Linked DNA regions of Astyanax mexicanus: region 2 is linked to region 1. Evidence: chromatin contacts called from public Hi-C data. All regions are on one chromosome and are shown on one strand. Each heading gives the region's core, a stretch centred on a gene start, on an enhancer-like site or on the middle of the called end of the contact. The rest is flanking DNA. Distances are from core to core; before and after follow the strand shown. Region 1 overlaps qkia (QKI, KH domain containing, RNA binding a). Region 2 holds the start of qkia (QKI, KH domain containing, RNA binding a).

What was found. Hi-C and Micro-C count contacts between places; a contact is called where the count stands out from the background.
Region 2: a contact with region 1 is called in a Hi-C map of blood, with 3 times the contacts expected there. The contact joins the promoter of qkia here to the enhancer-like site in region 1. A contact is called at or near these places in 2 of 3 Hi-C or Micro-C datasets (blood and muscle).

The regions. Positions count from the first base shown.
Region 1 is chr14:43,851,665-43,856,770 of AstMex3_surface, forward strand. All of the region lies in intron 4 of qkia (QKI, KH domain containing, RNA binding a), which reads right to left. Among protein-coding and RNA genes, the nearest start is that of qkia, 65 kb to the right of the region's middle. Within about 2 kb of position 2,862, the one cell type or tissue checked has an H3K27ac peak away from gene starts, as active enhancers do.
Region 2 is chr14:43,915,851-43,920,759 of AstMex3_surface, forward strand. It overlaps qkia (QKI, KH domain containing, RNA binding a), which reads right to left and starts at 3,294. Exons shown (of 8, transcript XM_049464178.1): 1 at 2,866-3,294. The coding sequence starts at 3,010.

The sequences.
Region 1 (5,106 bases), core at 1,612-4,111:
ATAGAAGTATACTGTATGTTTCCTTACAACAATGGTCTCCATGCAAACAAAAACGATTAGAAACTAATTTGTTTCCATTCAACCTCGCTCTCCACAGTACTCTAGAAAACAGTCATTTGTAGGCAACTAAAACACAGTTTTTAAGGGGTTCTCTATTCCTTACATTGGAGAATAAAATACAGATTTTCACCTTTACAGTTCAAAATAATATAGTGCTTCTGATTTAACGTAGAATACAGCAACTTGAAAGTTGATGGGTAATTACTGTGGGTCTACACAAGTGTACACAGGTGCACAGGTGGATGTGGCCTGTAGAGGGCAGTAAAAGAGATCTGAGCTTTGTGTTGGGGATGAATAGGCTTTATTAGGGGCCTTCATTGGGCCACATTGGATGCAACCTTGGAGGCTAACAGCTTTGCCATCAATATCCCCTCAAATCTCCTGTACACAGTCAGCCAAGGTCCAGTACCAGACCTCCCTCTCCCGTTCCTCTCTCATCACATCATTCAGCCCTAATCCTGCCTCCAACTGTAATAGCTGGCAAGTGTTTGTGAAAGCACTCTATTACAGCTCTGGAAAGCATGAAATAAAAGGGAAAATGGACAGGTCCCCCACTCTGGTTCTTAATTACGGACGTTTTAAATAAACAGTGAGGGATAAACAGCGTCGGATTTGGCCAAGCGTAATATGTAGGTCATATCGGAGCGCCCCGGGAACGGTATTTAAACACACAAGCACAGATGTTGACATGCAGTGGACGCGGAGGTCCATACGGGATTAAGCGGGCTTTCTGCTGAAACAAGAACACAGTGTGGGCGAGCAAGGGGGAGCGACAGCGCGGGTGAGGGAGGAAACATTAAAGTGATCCATGATTTGCGCTGCTGCAACACACTGTAAACCCTCATGAGACATCTGTCTGCTAGTCTCTCTCTCTCTTCCTTCCTCTCTCTCTCTCTCTCTTTAGTCTTTCCCTCTCGCTCACTCTGTTGCCGTTCTCCCACCAGACGAGCCATTGTTCTGTCACTGTGATCCCTTAATGCCTCCCAATCGAGCCGGGAATATCTTGAGGGCGATTTGCAGAGGCTGATTTGGGTCTTTAAACACTGCCGGATTTGCATCAGATTCTGAGATTTGGGAGCCAAAGCTGATTCCTGCTCTCAGTGCCACCAGCCAGCTCTCGAATTCTGCCCTGACCCCAACTCCCGGGAACCCTGGACACACCCCCTGGTAGAGTTAGCGATTTAACAGGCAGGAATAAATAAAGCAGCAAGAAGAAAAGGAAATGAATCAGACATAAAAAAATTATAAAAATAAACACCCATGAATTTCTATAAAAGCCACCATTCTTCGAATTCCTCGCATTTTCCAGCGAGCTGGAGGAGCGGTCGGGTTTAGCTGGACCACACACAGGAAATACAAGCTCCTATAAAACCTTCCAGGATGCATCCACAACGAGGCGGGAAAACAGGGTGGATCAGCAGTCAAGGACACCAGCAGAGGCATGAAGGTCCTAAACCGAGCACATCAGCCATGGCACCGAAGGTTTTTCCACTATAAATCAAGGTTTTCCCATGAGATAAGGTTCATGGTAGATCAATTAACAAGCAAACGACCATGGCAGCTTTGGAAAACACGTCAGAGAATATCGAATACTCACAGTGCACTGTGCTGTGTGTGAAGGAATGTGAACGGTAGTGAAATCGAGGAACATTGGTGGAAAAAAAAATTATCTGAAGTCTGTTCCGTGGAAATTCCACTCTAATTTCATAAATTAGAGAATAGTGATAAAACAACTGTTGTATTTTTTTGATGGCGACCACATCCATTTTGGTTTCCTGGACAGAAGAATGTTTGCTTATCACTGAACCAGTTCAACAAATGTTTGTGACAAATGTCTTCTTAGTCCTATTGGAGAACTGCTTTAAATTGAGACAAGAAATCATAGGCACTCAGGATATAAATAATGCATGGAATTCCCATTATCATTAGTCAATGTTCTTCACAGTGAGCTTTTAATGAGTTTCTTCGAATATCAGATATCAGAGATGCCCATTATGGTACATCTTTACTAAATGCCTGCCTTTAAAAAGGAATTCTTCAAAGTCAATGAACGGTCCTATATGATCACATGGTTGTTTACTTGGTTAAATTGTGCTTTAAATGCAGTGAAAAACACTTTTAAATGATTTTATATAGCACTCAAAGAGAAAGAACCATTTTTTATGATATGGACTCCTTTTTTTCCTGAATTTACAATTTAAAAAAGAAGTGCATTTCAATTCCAAATAATTCTATATTATGCTCCAATGCAATGTAGGTAAACCGTGATAAAGCAAATATTCCCTTGTCCCTGGAGGCCCTTCCACAGTCAGTCATTGATCAGTCAGCTCCAAATCTAAAACCTCAATGGGACAAAAGCACCCCTGATCATTTTTGGCTGTAAAGCTCAAGGGCATAAAACTGATTCAAGTTTCTGGCCTTTAAAATCTAAGGAATGCTATTTTGCCAACACAATTCTTTTATAGTCAAGGTTATCGAGAATTGTGCAGGGCAAAAACCTGCAATCACAAATCTCCAGAGGAGATGTGAGGGACCCATATTTTTTCCTTATTATCTGTACTGGAATGCATTTTAGCAGATAATAATTATTGGAGGAATAGTTCAATCAAAGAGACTCTACTTTCCAATCATCATTAGCCATGTTCATGTTTGGGTAATCTATTGTTTAAACAGCACTGCTCTATCCACCTGCCGGCCTTCTGCACATCCCAAACAGTCGCAACCAGAACTAAACTTCCTGAATTAGCCGGCACCAGCCGATGGATGGACTCTCCCGCTGCGCTATGCTTAGCCTTGAGGGAGCGCTGTCCGTTTGAGCTAGAGCGGCTGGAGTCCTGGCTGCTGCCAGCTCGTATTTAAAGGGAAGCCCATGGGCTCCGTAGCAGCACAGAATGCTAGGCAATCCCATTTCCAGCAACTCAAAGAGATGAAAGGAATCCGCCGCTCCCGTGCCGCATCCGATGGGCTCCACTGGCACTCTCCAGATGCCAAGCGGGATCCTGTCGGGATGCAGCGCGGTTTGACTCGGAACGAGCGAATAATTACCCCCGTGCCCTGTGCGGCCGGGCGGGGAGGTGCAGAAAGGCCTTGGGGGATGGAAAGGCTCGGCAAGCTCAGGGCCGCTGCACAAACACCAACCTCTCGGTGTGCAACCGCTCTCTTCCAAGTAAAAGGATTAGGGTGGATGTTCAAAGCGAAAGCGCATGGCCCAACATCCACGGGGGGCTTTTCGGAGGGGCCGGTGCAGATTACAGGCAGGCTGTTTGCTGCAAGTCATGGGCAGGACGAACCTCTAGGGGTGGGGCATGACCTAATGGGCTTATTTTATTTATCCTGTTGGCTTATTACAGAATAGGCACAGAGGGGGTTGTGGGAAGAAGTGAAGTCTTGGGGTTCAACAACTTCTCAAGGTCATGGCAGCAACTTCACGCTCATTTTGCATCTCGCAGCACGTGAGAAAATAAGATCGGGAACATCTAGCCATTGAAGTGTTTTTAGTCTGCGAAGTCCAGCTATAATTGACTTCCAAGGCCTCTGCTGGCACTACTCAGGCCGTTCCCCTTACCTGGCTGCGCAAGACACTTTCCTATTATTGAGATTTGAATCTTTCCCTCACTCTGCACTTTTTCCACCCTCCATCTTTCACAAGGAACCCATGAGCTCACTTCAGAAGCTGCGGGAGTGAGAAAGTCACAGCGCCGCTGAATCCTGACCATGCAGAAACGGCTGCAGAGTTCTTACACACTCCAGTAAATATCATCATTTCTCCAAATGCCTGCGGGTGGCACTTAGGAAGAGCTACAGAGTGTGGGCGTGTGTGTGTGTGTGTGTTGCTGATTCACCAGTACTCATGGGATATACACAAATTGTTTTATTTAAAAGAAGAAGAAAAAAAAAAAAAAAAAAAGACAATCGGCTCTGGTTTGTTTCTTTGATTTGTGAAGCGTTTCCACTGACCAAAAAGGGTCAATGGAAACACAAACACACACATACAACATAATAAATGTGCAATAACTTTTGCACATAGTGCACTATGTTTAACCAAACAAATAAATTTTAGCAAAAGAAAAATAACAGCACTTTTAAAACACAACTGCACACAATGGGTAACAGAAAATCCAAATCTCCAGCAACCAGACAAGGGGCGCCCAAACTTTTGCACACAACTGCATACCTGCCAATCTGAGAGAGCATAAAAGGTTTCTACTGCCTTCCCTGAACTCGCTGTAACCTTGCTAACACTTCAAAGGATGGGCTCACAACCGTATAACGTAAGTTCATACAAGTTCTAGAACATTCCCCCGCCGACCCTCCGGAGCACCCTGAGAGTGCTAAGCTGGAGGATTAGACAGACGCTCTCTGGCCTGGGGGTAGGAAGCAGGCCTGCAAACCCAACAGGAAGGCGACTACCCTGGGTCACAGCCACCTGCTTCCCCTCTCGTGATCAGGCTAATTTGGGCTGAGTGAGTGGGCTGAGGGGAGAGTGTGGAAATTAGGACATGGTGCCATGGTGTTTGATGGCATGCGACACCTTTATTATAACTTACAAAAAATAAAGGTTTTTTAGAGGAGCAATTAGCAACTACTGTACATGACTGCCTCTCTAAAATGCTCTTTTTATACCTAATCTCTCTCAGAAGCATAATATGCAAAGGTTCTCTAAAACCACAAAAAAAAACATTTAAAATGTGTGGAATAATTTAAAAAAAATTAACATGGAATATAAAACTGTACTGGTCAGATGTGTATTTAAATGAAAAATAAATATACCATGATGACTAAGACAAGCACTAAAAACAATAAAGGATTTAGCCTGAATCCACCCACTGTGAAAATTCAACAAGCTGGAAAAAAAGCAAAGATCTTTAGAGGCGGCAGAATTAAACAGTGGAACTGCTCACAGCGCACAGTTCCCAATTTGAGAGTTTAACTGAAAGCTGGGAGGCCTCAGGGTCACCAAACTAAGAGATAACTGGCTGAGAACAGCGAGCACTTCAAAATCCCAGAGAACAGGCAGCGGATGAGCGAGCAAAGCGTTCGCCAGCC
Region 2 (4,909 bases), core at 2,044-4,543, 65 kb after region 1:
AAAAGTTTTCGATAAAATGAAAAATAAATGATTATATATATATATATATATACACACACACATTTCTTTATGAAAATCCAATAAAAATATACTTCCAAAGGTCATTTTAATAACTACAAAGAAACATAAGCTGTAACTGAGACTATATACATACATACTGATCTAAACAGTGCAGGTTTGACAAGTTAGCACATTAAATTTTAACATACTATTTTGTCATTATATAAATGAGAGATGACCCCTTTAAGCCTTACTCTGCACTGTGAGTTGATTCTGACTACACTTAAAAGCAGGCCAGTTCTGGGTATGTATTGTGGATATTTGAGCACACTGAACTTTAACATATACTTATGCATTAACAAAATATTTGTGCTGAGTTAAAGTTACGATAAAGTGCAGTTTAATCTGTAAAAACCTACAAAAGCTACAAACTAAGCACTACTTGTTTTATTGAGGAGGTAACACACTTTAATCACTTTAAGGTTTAGATCAATATTAAGCAAGTAATCGTGAGAATCCCAGTACTGATACATCTCAAAACACTAAACCAGGATAAGATCCTATCTTTAAATTTATCTAACTGAAACCCGCTAAAGCGTGAATGGCATGCCACGAATGTTCCCTGTCCACACACTAAACCTGTTTGTTAAGCAATGACAGCTTGCAGTTTTAGTGCACAAAAAAACAGTACTGGTATTCAATAACGCTGCAGCAGTACAGCCACCTTAACCGCTCAAGAATGTGTGTGTGTGTGTGTGTCTCGCTGCCACAGTGGCTGATATAGCTTTCACAGAAAGGGACTCGCTGTCGACCAGTATTTTGGGGGGTGAAGCTGAAGCCCAGAGGCAACCTAAACAACGCCTAGGGAAAAAGTAGTGCGATACAATCATAGCTTTTCAGATAAAAATAGGCAGTTTTGGTGGTTTGGACGGCGGAAAGGGTTGACAGCTGAGTTTTAAGTTTGGGCACTCCTGAAACTGTGATAGATGGTCATGCAGTCTTTATAAAATAAAATAAAAAAATAAAAAAACACACACAATGCACTGGCATTCCCTCCTGCATATGCATGCATTCCTTCCTTCCTTCATCTCCCCTTGGAATATAAGCATGCATATGCATGGATGCCAGTGCACATTAGAATGGAATAACCAATAAATTGAGGAATGTATGCATGAGTAGATGGATGGATGGATGGATGGATAGATAGAGCTGTAAGCAAATAATAGATATCCCTGCGGAATAAACGCAGGCATATGCAGGGATACCCATGCATATTGAAACGGAATCTCGATGCACACATGGATAGAAATTTAAGGCAAAAAAAAAAAAAAAAAATCCCTTTGGAATGAATGCAGGGGATAAATCTGTATTATTTAGACTCCTTGCAATAAAATGGGGCCAGTCCTCTCTTTGTCCACGGCTGCAAGCACACAAAGCCCCTAGGGTGCATTGCAACACACACACTCACTCTCTCGCTCAGACACACACACACACACACACACACACACACACACACACACACACACACACACACACACACACACATACTTTTGCTCCAAATTCCTTCAGCTATGAGAAAACCGAAAAATGCCCTTAATCTGGAAAACAATCCTTTCATTTTCTGCTGCTTGCTGCATTGTTTTTCCTCAATAAAATCACAAGTTCAACACGGTCTAACACTAGTTATGCTTCACTGCGTAACTTACAAAGCTTTAGAATTTAGTTAAATAAAAAAAAAGAAAAATCCAAGTGTTAGAATTTCTTAGCGATTCTTGGCTAACACGTTTTCTAAAGTTAGTCACATAAGTTATATCAAGTTAACTTATCTTACCTCCTTTAGTTGTGACTTAAATTTAAAATACAATCACTGTTTAGCTAGTAAATGCATGCTATCTAAGTTAAATAAACTAAACAAATGAGGAATAATAAAATAATGAAATAATGTTCTTAATGTTTTTACACTAATTACCTCAACGTGTTAAAAAAAAGAACCTAAACTCAATTAATAACTAATCCACCAATGCTACGTTAATTTGCGATTTATGATCAAAATAAGTTAGCTAACTAGTAACGTTAGGCTGTTAACGAGCTAAGCATTACGTTAAACAAATAACGTTACGTTACACAAGCGGGCTAGCTAACGTGATGTGAGTTTTTTGGGAGAATTATTAGAAAACTAACCCTACAAAATCACTTCACTGTGGTTAAAAAGAACGAAATATCCAAGGTATGTTGTACTGAGTAGTTTATGAAGCTATATAACTTAGTTAATTAGTTATAAATTAAGCAAATAAAGTACTCAGTTACGTTAACTATGACTGCTAACTAGTTAAAGCTAGCTAACAAGTTTACTGCCTGTACTTAGTTATTACCTCAGCTTAGCTAAACGTATCTAATCAGTTATGTTGTACTTAATCGCAATTTCTGACCAAAAAAACGATCGTTACTTGGGTAAAATGCGTCTTTAATTAAGTAAGAACTTTGGAAAAAAAGATTTAACGCGTTTTATAGTGTAAAAACTCACCCGCTGTGTGTAACGGTAAAGTAGCGCTGGTTAGCACTGTGCTAACGACCATGTTAGCTTAGCTAAACTCTGAGCGGATCAAAACTAACTTTTCTCCGTTTGTTGACGAGTTTAAAACTTTACTCTCAGAGAGATTTAACGCCTTTGGGTCTGTCTGTGAGTCGAAAAGTGTCTTTATGTGAGAAAAAGCAGCTAAAAACTTAAATTCCGCTGAGTTTAAAACAAATTTTACTCAAAAAACAACAAAGTGAAAGAGAGAAGCTCAGGGTCTCGAGCTCTGAGCTCGCCCCGGCTCTCTCTCGCACACAGGCCGCTGTTCGAGGCGCTTCTCTCGGCTTTACCTTCGTCCAGCAGCCGCTCCAGGTGGGTGAAGATGCCGCAGAGGTTCGGCAGGCTGGTCATCAGCTTCTTCTCATTTAGAAGCTGCATCAGGTAGTCGGGGCTCGGCCTCGGCCTCTCCTTCACCTCCATCTCCCCCACCATCATCTTGGCGGCGCGGTGTGAGCGGACCCGAGCGCGCGCGGTCCACCTCCTCTCTCCCGGAGAGAAAGAAGAAGGAAAATAGGGGAAAACAGCACCAAGCGCGCGCCGAATACACAGCCCCGGTTTCCCGTGTCCAGCTGTCTGCAGTTATCTGTGCGGGAGCCGCTGCGGAGCGCGCGCTGCCGTTTTTAACAGACTTTACTCTCCAAGCGTCTTCAAGCGTATCTGATCACCGCACTGCTCGCGCTCCAGCCGCTCTCTCCTCGTGACTAAACTGAACGCGCTGTGCTCGCGGCTCCGCTCCGAAGCAGCGCAGAAAGCAGAGAGAGCTTCGCCGCGCGCTGATTGGCTGTAGGCGCTCACGGGGGGGACAGTCTGACCAATGGACGCCGAGGGTTGAGCGCGGAGAGGCAAACAGGCGGGGTGGCCGAAGTGACAAACAGAGATCTTAGCCAATCAGGAGAGAGAAAGAGAAACGACGGAGCGGGATAATGTTACACTGGAGCACAATCAGAACAACACAGCGGGATTAAACACTGATCAAATGCTGATACAGTATTAAATACTGATCAAATACAGGATTAAATACCAATACAGGATTAAACACTGATAAAATACTGATAAAGGATTAAATACTAATACAAGATTAAATACTGATATAGGATTAAATACTGATCACATACTGATACAGATTTGAATACTAATTAAATACTGAGACAGAATAAAATACTGATACAGGAATAAATGCTGATCAAATACTGACACAGGAATAAATACTGATAAAGGATTAAACACTGATCAAATGCTGACACAGGGTTAAATACTGATAAATGATTAAACACTGATTACATATCGATACAGGAATAAATACTGATAAAGGATTACATACTGATCAAATACTGATACAGATTTGAATACTAATTAAATACTGAGAGAGAATAAAATAACAAAACAGGAATAAATACTGACACAGGATTAAATGTTGCTAAAATATTAAATACAGATTACATACTGATAAAGGATTAAATACTAATACAGGATTAAATAATGATCAAATACTGATAAAGGATTAAATACTGATAAAGGGTTGAATACTGATTAAATACTGATCAATTACTGATACAGGATTAAATAACAAAACAGGAATAAATACTGACACAGGACTAAATATTGATAAAATATTAAATACAGATTACATACTGATAAAGGATTAAATACTGATACAGGATTAAATAATGATCAAATACTGATACAGGATTAAATACTGGTTAAATACTGATACATGATTGAATACTAAGTAAATACTGACACAGGAATAAATACTGATTAAATACTAATACAGGATGAAATACGGATTAAATACTGATACAGGGTTAAATACTGATCAAATACAGACGCAGCATTGAATACTGATAACATTAATAATACACAATAATATATGATAGTTTTACTAATACAGTGCTACAAACTGATGACATTATCATTATATGATTAAATACTAATCAAATAAAAACAAGCTGACTACTACCAGATAAAATACAAATCAAATGCTTATAATAGTGACTAAAAATTGACTAAATGAAAAGGTAATTTGCAACAACAGATACACGTTATTCTTTAAACATATCACATAACTAATGCAGAATAATTAAGTATTAATAACATTAGTAATATGTTATAAAGTGCTGATCAAATACTGATAGATAATAATGATCTATAAATACGTTAAGGCTAATGTGTGCTGATGTGAGGAGTAAATGTTTGACTTCTTAATATTCTGAATTAAGTTTTTAAATCATCTTCGGTTAAATAAGTGTTTAAACTCGCCCTGAGAAGATGAATCCATCTCATCTCAATTATCCCTCTGCCCTCTCCATCCCTCCATCTTCCCGGAGACGCCCG